Linked DNA regions of Gossypium arboreum: region 2 is linked to region 1. A link is a contact called in public Hi-C data. All regions are on one chromosome and are shown on one strand. The core of a region is the stretch at or near the end of the contact, and the rest is flanking DNA. Distances in the headings are between cores, read along the strand shown.

The links. Hi-C and Micro-C count contacts between places; a contact is called where the count stands out from the background.
Region 2: a contact with region 1 is called in a Hi-C map of leaf, with 4 times the contacts expected there. The contact joins the promoter of LOC108467975 here to the promoter of LOC108467617 in region 1. A contact is called at or near these places in 3 of 5 Hi-C or Micro-C datasets (all in leaf).

What each region holds. Positions count from the first base shown.
Region 1 is chr8:26,589,436-26,595,280 of ASM2569848v2, reverse strand. It overlaps LOC108467617 (rhodanese-like domain-containing protein 4, chloroplastic), which reads left to right and starts at 1,514. Exons shown (of 9, transcript XM_017768323.2): 1 at 1,514-2,390; 2 at 2,851-2,953; 3 at 3,048-3,128; 4 at 3,282-3,356; 5 at 3,456-3,530; 6 at 3,805-3,885; 7 at 3,983-4,171; 8 at 4,260-4,451; 9 at 4,551-5,047. The coding sequence starts at 1,735. The coding sequence ends at 4,625.
Region 2 is chr8:26,733,800-26,740,176 of ASM2569848v2, reverse strand. It overlaps LOC108467975 (abscisic acid receptor PYL9-like), which reads left to right and starts at 4,641. Exons shown (of 4, transcript XM_017768813.2): 1 at 4,641-4,775; 2 at 4,876-5,062; 3 at 5,474-5,689; 4 at 5,764-6,236. The coding sequence starts at 4,937. The coding sequence ends at 5,982.

The DNA.
Region 1 (5,845 bases), core at 265-2,764:
TTTACCCCTTTAACCTTTTTCTTCCTTTCATCCATTGCCGCTGTGAATCATCGTGGTCCCCCATTTACTGCCGCTATCTTGGGCGGAAAACAACACCAATCAAATCCTCTTCCTCGCTTGTTTTTATTTTCTGAAATGATTCCCTCCAATATGAAGGTATAATATGTATAGTTAGGTTATATTTCCTTACAAAAGCAATATGATTGCGGGACACGCTATAAATAATGTTAAATGGTTCTGGAGGGCTATCAATTTAAAGTATAGGAGTATGCCATTCTTGCGAAAAAGCAAATGAAATCAAAGAGACCAGTATTGTCGTGTTTTACAAATAAAATCGAAATGATATACTAAAATATGGTATAATCTTATATAGAAGAAAAATATATTGAAAAACCCTAAACGATAAATTAAAATACTATATATATATAACATTGTTGATGCAAAAGCTTGATCGGAGGAAGCAAGCCCAGGCTTGGCGCAAGCTCACATGATGGTAGCGCAAGATCCCCATCTTAATTCATGAGCAAAATTTGATAGACTTGGTCCAAGTTGAGTGTCATGTTTCACACCCTAAACTTTTGTTAGCACTTTTAACTTAGGTAAGATTTAGCATCTGAAAAAAAAATTTAGCTTTAACTGACAATGTTTTTTTTTTTTAATTTTGATTTATGTAATGATACGACACTCTAATATTGCATCACATCATCATTTAAATATTTTATAAAATTATAATTTTTAAGCGATAATATGATGATACAATATCAAATGTCTCAAATGAATAAAACTGAAAAAGTTGTTAAGTTTGAGGATTAACGAAAATAATTCAAAGACTAAGTAGAGGAAAATTATCAAAATAATGACTTTATCTCTTTTTCTAAGGTTTAATATATCATTTGGTACTTGAATTTGATATATTTTTTTAATGTGGTACCTGGGTTGTTTTTTGGTCTAATTTGATATCTATATTTGACAAAAGTTATATTTTTTATACCCAAAGATTACAATGCTAACTTTTTATTTGGATTTTAGGATTCATTTAATGAAAGTTAATTGCTAATAGTATTATGTTTGAATTTTTATGATTTTGTTAATAGAATAAATGTAGTGTTAATTGTGAATTTATTTAATTTTCCATTTAATTTGTCAAATATAATCTAATTAATGTGAATTAATTCAGGTTTAGGGTTGATATGATGAAAGTTAATTGCTAATATTATTAGCTAATAATTTTATAAAATCAATTCCAAAACTTGAATTAAAAATTAAAAATTAATATTGATACTTTCATGTACCTAAATATATATAATTTTGTCAAATATAAAAATCGTATATTACAATAAAAAAATTCAAACTAAAATACCAAATTAAATGGTAAATTAAAAGATAATGTAGTGTAACGTTTTTGCTGTATTAAAAGGAAGGTACTATAGTTTAGATGCACTATTGAATTTGTGCAGACAATTATTAGCCACACAAATGAGTTGAGATGAGGAACAGTCCTAAAGACATGATCAAAAAGCCTCTCATCTCACTTCCAACGTGTCATGCAATGACTGGCAGAGATCTCATAACTCATTCCACCTCACCACCATTTCATCATTCAAAGTGCACCTTCCAAAGCTAAGGGTCTCTGAGCCTTGTTGTCATCCAATCAATTCCAACAAAAATCCTCCATTGTTGATGGTTCAAGCCTTTCCATCATACATTTGACACCCATCTCTTTGCATAAAAATTATGCAAATGAGGACCCTCAATGCAGCAACTCCAAGTTTGACACCTCTCTCGGTTCTTTCTGAGACAAGAACCGAGGCCAGAAAAGCACCATTGCTCCCCATTGCTTCACCACTCAAACTACCCAACTCCCCAGCTTTTATTAAGACCCAACCAGCTTTGCACCAGTGTTTGTCAAGAACCTTGCATGGTGGTTTACTGCTACTGTCATCACTTCTCCCCAATGGATTCGCTAAAGCCTTGTCATACGAGGAAGCCCTACAGCAGACGACGGGATCCTCCTCGTCTGTTGATTTTGACCCAAATGGGATCCTTGATACCGTCGTCAGTTTTGCAACTGAGAATCCCACGGTTGTAGCTGGTGGCACCGTTGCTTTAGCAGTTCCTTTGATTTTGTCTCAGCTGTTAAAGAATCCAAAGCCATGGGGAGTTGAATCTGCAAGGAGTGCTTACGCCAAGCTAGGTGACGATGCCACTGCTCAGTTGCTGGACATAAGGCCTCTCAAGGAGTCTAGAGATGTTGGTAGCCCTGACATTAAGGGATTTAGGAAGAAACCGGTGTCAATTGCCTACAATGGTGAAGATAAACCAGTGTTCTTGACAAAACTGTCTTTGAAATTCAAGGAACCTGAAAATACTACCTTATTCATTATGGACAAGTAAGCTTCTTAAAACCCTATGCCTCGTATATATTTGTTCATATATGAATTCCCAGCATTGTCTATGAAACCTTATCCACTCTTAATGATGATTGTATCACTGTATCTGAGATTAAATGGTTTGTGTGTTGGTTGTGGAGGAAGAATGTAGAACTGAATATGCCTATATGGAGGCTCATTGGCCTTAAGCTACACAATAGAATATGGCCATTACCTCTTTCTTAATTGATCCTGAGTTCCTAACCCATAAATTAACTGCATTTTGTTCCAAGGGTTGAAGGTTTCTAAATTGATAGTCTATACGTTCTTAACTGTTAAAATGTGTCTTTAAACATATGTAAGCATTGGCTGACAAATATTTTATTTGTAACTATATGCATTTTGTTTGTAGGGAAGATGAAACTAGAACTTTCATTTGATTCATCTTCTAATATTGCTTTAAATTTGTGTTGAAAGCCAGATTTGATGGGAATTCTGAACTGGTTGCGGAGTTGGTCACTGCAAATGGATTCAAAGCTGCTTATGCAGTCAAAGATGGTGCTGAAGGACCACGGGGATGGGTGGTATGTGCTGTTCTAAATCAATTTTTTTTGTTTCTTTCTCCATTTTTTCTAAATTTAGCAATTGCATCTTTTGAGACTGGTTTCAATTTTGCAGAACAGTGGTCTTCCCTGGATACAACCAAAGAAAGGTCTTGACCTTAGCAATTTGACAGAAGCGTTCGCCGAGGCCTTCGGAGTACCTATCTTCATCTCCTAATTGCTTATTCACTTCTAAGATTTTGATGTCATAGAGAGACTTTTCTATATCTTGAATTGATTTTGTTGGAAAGTTCTTCAGCCTTTCTTATTAGTTTTCTTCTATATGATAAATGGTTGTGATAATCTGCAGGGGGGATCAGATGGCCTTTCTGTTACTGTAGGGATTGCTGCAGCTGCAGGGTTAGGCCTTTTGGCTTTTTCAGAGGTTAGGTTTTTGAGTCCTTTTAGTACAGTACCTCTGATTATATATATATACACACACCTCGAAACAACTCAAATTGTGGGTTTGCCATATCTTCTGCAGATAGAAACGATCCTTCAACTTTTAGGCTCAGCTGCTATTGTGCAGCTTGTAAGCAAGAAATTCCTGTATGCAGAGGTAAGTCTCCACTTTATATTAAATTGGATAATCAAATGTCCTAAAATCCTAAGCTCTGTGTAGAAAGTTAGTGCAAGATGAGTAAAGTAAATGAGCATTGCATGGTCCAATAAGCAACAGTACACTCATCCAGTGACTGTTTGTTCTAAATGCTTAAGCTCATACAAAAGGATATGGTTATGAACAAATATGGAATGTGTCACTTAACTTATGTCTCTAGTTCCGTAAGGCCAAAACATAATGGTTTGACTTTCTACTCTGCTATTTGTAACAGAACCGAAAGCAAACACTTAAACAAGTTGATGAATTCTTAAACACGAAGGTGGCTCCTACGGAACTTGTCGATGATGTAAAGGTATCCAACCTTGATATAGACCTTGGTTATTATTTGTATGCTATTTTTATCTTGCATGACTAATTTCTCTATTTTTTGAATTTGCCTGTGAACTCAGCAAATTGGAGCAGCCCTTTTACCAACAACTACCACTAGCAAGGCTCTTCCTGCACCTACGGAGGCAAAACCTGAACCCAAAGTCGAAGCAGTGGCAGAAGCCCCTCCTCAAACAAATTCAGTTCCCGAAACAGTACCCAAGGCAGTTGGAATCACTGGATTTTCAAGACCACTTTCACCCTATGCTTCTGTAATGTCACTTTTTATCACTCCATATGCTGTATGTGCTTGTATTAGAAATTGAAAAATGCCTATGTTTCCATTATTTATGGTGGCAGTATCCAGATTTGAAGCCTCCAACATCGCCTACTCCATCACAGCCCGCCACTAGCAAAGCTATTCATTCATCTCCAGAGGCAAAACCGGAGCCAAAAGTCGAAGCAGCAGCAGAAACCCCTTCTCTAATTAATTCAGTTCCCAAAACAGATGGAAACTCCGGATATCTTAAACCACTTTCACCATATCCTTCGGTAATGTCTCACTTTTATTACTCCATGAATTCCTTGTTTCATCTTATAGTATTTTATAAAGTACTAGAACCTGTTGTTTCTTTTTCCCCTTTTCTACAGTTTCATGCACAAAGGAAAAAAATGCTTACATTTGGCATTGTTTCCTTCCTTTATGGTTGCAGTATCCAGATTTGAAGCCACCAACATCTCCTACTCCATCACAGCCCTAGTTTCATGGTTTCATTACACTGTGTCAGTTTCTTCGGCCAGCGAAGCAATTGGTTGGTCGGGAAACTTTAAAGCTATCAAGTAAGTTGTGTAATCTACCCTCCTGTTAGATGGTTTTCGAGCTTATGCAACGATTGTATCGAAAAATGAGAATCTCCCAAAAGTCTGCTGCAATCATCTGTGTTAATTCATTTGGCTTTTTTGTACTTACTAGTTATATTATAGATCTTATTTTATAATTTTGAAAGAACCCTTTTTAGCATTTTGAGTCAACATTTGAACGAATAATACGATGCAAGCATGTGAAGGTGTCAAGGCATTGTCTTTTGTAGATCAGATGTGAAAAGATACTTGCTTTAATTACATTGATTTTGAAGATTCAAGTAAAATATCGTAGATGGTAGAAGTTGGAATCTCAAACTTGGACTCGATAGTGTTAAATTCCGAGTTCAATCATGTAAAACTTTACTAAAATACTACTTCATGAATTCATCATGTAAATGAACATATGCTCATTTAACAAGCTACCTTCATCTTCATAATAGAAAACCTGTAAATTTTAGCCTTCAACATTTATATATTTTTGTTCATTTGTCCTTTGTTTTAAGATAAATTTGATCAGAGTTGTGTTTTTTAATTGAAATACTAACTAAAATGTTAAATTATTAAATATGTTAGTCCACATGTACTCGTTATTATTTTGAACTTTTATAATTTTTGTGAATTTTGAATTTTTATTTTCTTGAATATTTTATAATTTTTAAATTATTTGTTAACTTGATATATAAAACAAATAGTTTCATATACACAAATTACTACACGGTCGTTATGTCAACATTATTAAAAAATAATATTTTGGTAAATAATTTTATTTAGAAAACTTAGGAAAGAAAACACCAAATGATAGCTTTCAAGCAACTTATAGAAAGTGGCAATGTTGGAATAGTGAAAAACCAAAGAGGGAAAGGAAAGTGTAGAACAATTGGTTGTGAACATTGTTGGTCCATGGTCGGGCCCAAACAAGAGGCTCGACGTTAAAGGAATAGGTGTAAATTAGAAACGAAAATACCAGCAAGTGGTGAGTGTAATAACGAGTTCATTGTATTTAAAATTAAATTTTGAAAACTGATATTATTAGAAAGAAAATAAAAAAAAAAATCAGAAATGTTGACGAATGATGTATATAA
Region 2 (6,377 bases), core at 3,392-5,891, 140 kb before region 1:
ATCCTAACTCTTATATGTTTCCTTTTCCCAATCCTATGGCAAGTTGGAATGTATGGCCTAGTTCATCTCTGTTCTTGATTACTCCGAGTCAACCGCCAATCAATAGGCCGTGTCGCATTAGGGATTGCATGAAGCGCCGTCGGGGAGCTATTCTTTTTACCAATCCCCATCGTCTTATAGGATTCAAACACCTCCGCCATGGGTGATGCAAACACCTCTATATTCATTATTCTATTAATGTGGGTCATCCTCCCAACACCCACAACCAGATCCCATATCGAAGGAACCACAATCCTCACTAGAGCAACCACAACCCCTGCCGAAAGCTGAACCAATGAGGAATCCAATGTGTAACCGACGACGACCCCCATATGGCACTGATTCTGACCAGCACCAACATTGATTTTTTTAATATATTTTTACAAAGTTTTTTTATATTATTTTATTTAATAAAATAAAAGTTATTTTTAATATTTTCATTGTAATTTACTGTTTATAATTTTAATAAAATAAATGTTCTTTTGAATAAGACAATATTTTTAATATTTTTTATATTTTTAATAAAATATAAATAATGCAACATAATTTTATTACAACAACTATCAGCTATTCCGATTTGGACATGATCGAGTTGTATGGCCTAGGTTCCTACACCATCCGTACAACTTCTGTTGGTTTGTTGTTTCTCGGATATCCATATTGTTACGTATTCTAGTCAAGCAAGGTCGACCCTTTGGTTTGCGACGTAATTCTCTATTTGGTAATAGCTTAAATGAAGCAAGTGATACAGATGGTCACTTACATTTATCTGGGATCGGTAGGAATACGTGTCTCCATACGTTGTACATGTATTCTATTTTGTACACTTCGTCTACACAGCTCATGAGATTCAGATGAAGATTTTGACAAACTGCAATTACATGAGCGCATGGATAACGTAGTGCGTCAACGTCCCACAGTCGTAGGTCCTATTTCTCAAGTGTACACGATATTTATAATACATTGGTTCGGTCTGTCAAACTCCATCACACGAAACCATAGGTTGTTGCGATCGTGACATACTGTGTGCATGGTGTTGGCCCATGCCTTTGCCTTGTTACTTTCTTACAATACCTTCGTACACTATGCATGGCCTCCCTGTAATTGCCTTTTATAACTCGCAGCTCGCTTTGGAAATAGCGTCGCTAAACAAAAATATATCTCTCGCACAATCGATGTTATTGGCAAATGAGTGTTCTTTTTATAACAGAATTTATGCATTCAGTCTCTCGTAGGCCGACGTCGTATGCTTATGTCCACTGTTCGATAGGTATGTTACAGAGGTAGTCTGCACCTTCTTCGTTAACTGAACTCAAAACTACTAACATCTCATGAAATCGGTCCTTACTTATCTCATACCCTGCCAATATAAGTTGATAGTGAAAATTACATACCACTCTTCCATTCAGAATAAATTGAATATTACAAACAAAATTATATTAATAGAGATTAAATACCCATATTGGTCACTTGCCATCGTTCAGTTGTAGATCGATATTGTCTGTAGTAGTTAGACGCAACGTGCCTTAGGCAATACTGATGGTGTGTGCGATGTCATTGGCTTCCCTGTCGCTCAACTATGGCTAATATTCTAGTGCCCCGATTCGATATAATGTAGATATCAGGTTGGGGGCAGACATGCCTCCTTAACCTAGAAAGAAAGAAATCCCAGTCATTAGCTGACTCCCCAGATGTTATTGCAAACGCAATTGGAAGGATTCTCCCACTACCATCCTGTGCCACAGCTAAAAATAATCGATGAGTATATCTACCATACATAAAGGTACCATTAATTTGTACCAATGGCTTGTAGTATAGAAATGCGTCCCGGCATTGCTTAAAGCTCCAGAACAGACGCTTGAACACTTGGTATCCACGGAGTAATCGGTCGTTGTAGTACGCAGGTGTCGTTTCAAGGTCTGTTATGCAACCTGGGACAAATCTCTCCAGCACCTGACACCACTGCCACACTTTCTTATATGAAGCATCCCATTTACCATGCATCTTTTCCAACGCCTGCTACTTAGCTATCCAAACCTTGCGGTAAGAAGGCGTATACCTCAATTGGCTATGAATATTGGCAATTAAGACCGGCACTGAAGTCCTTAGATCCTTCTTCACTGTTGGTAGTATTAAGCTAGCTAACATATCTGAATCAATCTTGGGATGATCTTGTGAAACACCTATCAATGAAGTACGTTAAATAATACAACATTACGTAATAACAGTATTATTTAAAAACCCTAAACACTTAATGATACTGTACTGCCAACACATGTATGTGAACCTTTGTACTTTTTTATCTCCCACAAGCCTGTCCTTTTCCTCAATGAGTCCATGATTTTCTATGAACATGTATCGTCTTGCGTTGCAAACTTGGCCTCAAACTTATCGTATTTAGATTTAACCATGTTTTAGTTAACCCCGTTCATGATGTTATATTGTTTCAATATGCCAAGAAAACTATCCTTATTGGAAAACTCCTTACAAACTTCCAATTGAACCGAATCTAATGACGAACTTGTATGGTTATTACTTCTGTGTGGTAGATCTGAAAACTCCAAAGTATCATCTTGAAATAGATCGACATTATGCATGTGGGCTGGAGGCGAGTACGCCCTGAATTGCGAATCTTCTTATTCTTCATTTGAACCCCCTTTAACATCTTCAGGTATGGTTGGAACAGACTCCGGTTCAGAAAATAATGCAACTTCTGCACCATCGGGGCCGAGCTATTAAGGTGGATCCATATCGGACTCATTATCTGACCTACCATCATTTGCAACGAAAGAGGTCCCCTAGCTGGTGGATGTCGTAGGGAGTACATCATCCCTTCTTGTGGACGTTTCATAACATCCCCAATCAGATGTGGATTGCCAACCACTAAAAGTTGATGTCATTCCCCAGTACGTATTTCCAGTATCAAACATCGACCCACCAAGGTGCATGTCCCATCCACCAACAGAGTGTCATGCAGGGGTTGTGTATTCCATACTACTACCAAACACGGGCGCTTTCGTGTTTTGCCACCCATTAACAGAGTGTCAGGCATGGGTCGTGTATTCCTTTCGAACAACAGTAGATGTTGAAGTCTCAAATACATCATTTGGTGATGAAAATTGTACATATAACTCAAGATAGGGTGATTCACTAGCAATATGAGTCTGCACTATTGCCTCCAAGCTACGAGGACCTTTGATGTCGAATGAGTCATATCTCACGGGATCAACCGAAGCACAAAATCGATACTTAATAGACAAAACTTTCATTGGCGTCGTTCCGAAGATTTTACGCCTAATTCTTTTACGAAGTTCTGTCAAATCTATGTCCTGGTTAAAAACAGTCGTGTTATGCTCTTCGATAAAAAAACAACGCCGTTCTCCGTGTCACGGACCTCACATCATAGTAAATAACAACACTAATACGTTCACTCATCTTCAGTTTCTATTCTACTTTAGCCTCAATTTCTCTTGCTGTAACTTATACAACCTAAGAATGAAATTTGACTTATTTATAGTCTAAGGCCAAATAGGAACTACTGTAGCAAAAGAGCGTCCACATGTGAGCTTTTTTCAGTAATTTTGCTGACAGTGCATCATGCTTGAAGCATTTTGGACACCATTTGTTCAAAAACGTCTTCTCAAAATTATTTTTCCATATACTACTATAGCAAAAGAGCGTCCACGTGGGAGTTTTTTTCAATAATTTTGCTAACAGTGCATCCTGCTTGAAGCGTTTTGGACACTATTTGTTCAGAAACATCTTATCAAAATTATTTTTTCACATACTACTGTAGCAAAAGAATGTCCACGTGGAAGCTTTTTTTAGTTATTTTGCTGATAGTGCATCCATAAACAAAATAAAACCCTAAACCTTAAAACCTTAAACTCTAATTTAATTAATTAATCCTAAAACCCTAAACCCTAATTTAATTGATTTTTTAAAATTAATAGTTAATTTAATTAATTAACCATAAACCCCTTATTTAATTAACCTTAAAACCCCAACTTTAAACCCTAAAACCCCAAATCAAGCACAAAAAATCTAACCTTAAAAAAAGAGGCAAAATGCTCCCCCAAGGACGCTGCGTTTTATTGACACATCCCCGATTTCTTGACCGACGTGAAGCGCTTTGAAATTCAGACATTTTCGGTAAATAATAAAAAATTGGCCTATTTCGTAAATACTTTTGAAATGGGCTTTTTTAATAAATTACCCTAATATTATAATAGTAAAATATTTAAATATTTAAATTTTAATTAATTACTTTAATTTTTTAATGGTTGTGAAATATTTTTTATAATAAGAATTATTTATTTATTTATTTCTCAAAATGGAGTTCACGTTAATTTAATTTAAAAGATTTTGATATGTCGATCAATGAAACTATCCAAGTACGAAAATAGAAAATAGCTGTCACGTTAAAAGATATTAAATGTTTGTGTATGATGCTAGATTAAGGAACATTCACGTGAATTAATTATATAATAAATTTACTAAAATTGATATAAATCTTTTATGTTTTTATTTCTATTTTTATGATTTTTAACATGTATTTAAATATAAAATAAGAAAAGTATCTCAAAATATTTGCTATTTTACAAAAATGGAGAGGTAACAGGGTATAGACAAGTGAAGGAAAAGAGAAAAACCTTAATTTAATTACGGAAAGTAAGAGGCTGAGCCTGGTCCCAACCAAATGCCTAAAACCTAAACCAAAAGCAAAAGGCTAAAGAGTAAGGCCCCCTTCCCTTTGTTAACATCCTCACCAAGTCTCTTGCTTTTCTTCTCTCTTGCTACTCTCCTCTAATTTTTCACCTTCTGATTTGTTTACAGAGGCAAACAACACAACTCGTTTTTATCCTTATATATCAGTTTGGGACAAAAGGTAGAAGAAATGAACGGTGATGATGCTCACAGTATGATGGAATCCCAGTACATACAGAGACATCACAGGCACAACATCAGAGACGACCAGTGCACCTCTGCTCTTGTTAAACACATCAAAGCTCCTGTTCATCTCGTAAGTTCCTCAGTTTGAGACTCCTCTATAATTTCCCCCCTTTTCCCCATTTTGTTCGTTTTTCTCGCCGCCGTTTAGGCCGTTGACACGTTTTTCTTTCTACTCTCCTATGGATCTGCTGAAACCCAAATCTATTCTCTTTGGTTTGTTACCCAAAATCAAATCAAATCTGTGTTCTTGGTCGAAATTTAACCCCCCAAAAAAAAAAAAGAAAAAAGAAAAGTAAACCTACTAGTATGATGTATTATCTCTGCCTTATTCTATTTTTTTCACGGATAAAAAAGAAAAAAAAAAAAGAACCCAGACTATTTTAGCCAAGATTATGAATTTCTGTTAACTCGTTGGTTCGTAAAAGTCTGATTTTAACGATGGGTTTGTTGTTCTGTTTCTGTTTTCTTTAACCATGGATAGGTATGGTCATTGGTAAGGCGATTTGACCAGCCTCAAAAGTACAAGCCCTTCGTCAGCAGGTGTATAATGAAAGGGGACCTCGGGATCGGCAGTGTTAGAGAGGTCAACGTCAAGTCCGGACTTCCGGCCACCACCAGCACCGAACGGTTGGTACTTCTCGATGACGAAGAACACATTTTAGGCATCAAAATCGTCGGCGGCGACCACCGTCTCAGGGTACAAAATACTAACATTTCTTTCTTCCTTAACACTTGTTTTCTGTGTCACGGTACTCATTTTGTTGACTGCAGAATTATTCTTCGATCATGACGGTGCATCCCGAGGTAATTGAAGGAAGGCCAGGTACAATGGTGATCGAATCGTTCGTCGTGGATGTGCCGGAAGGGAACACCACGGACGAAACTTGTTACTTCGTGGAAGCTTTGATCCGATGTAACCTGAAATCGTTAGCCGATGTTTCAGAGAGGATGGCTGTGATGGATCAGACACAGCCTATCAACCGATACTAACTGAAAAAGGTGGAATTGTGATGACCAAAAAGAAAAAGACAATCTTTGGAGTTTGTGATATATGATCATCTTTCACTTTGTTATGGAACACTCTTTTAACACCTTTTGGTTCTTAGTTTAAATGCTTGTGTAAGTAGTTTATCTATGAGATATCCGAATTCATTACAAGCCTCCAAAACTACGGTCTTATTTGTAAATATTTAATATTAAGAAGAGATGGGAGAATTTTAATTCCATTTCCCATATTTGAAGCAGCAGCCAGGCCCAGCAGGATGAATTTGGAGAAACCATTTGAAGTACAGTTATGTTTTATGATGGTGTCTATTTTAAGTGGTCTCTTGTTGGGATCATTTTTGGTATTGCTGCTAGTTTTCATTTTTGGAAACTTAAAAAGT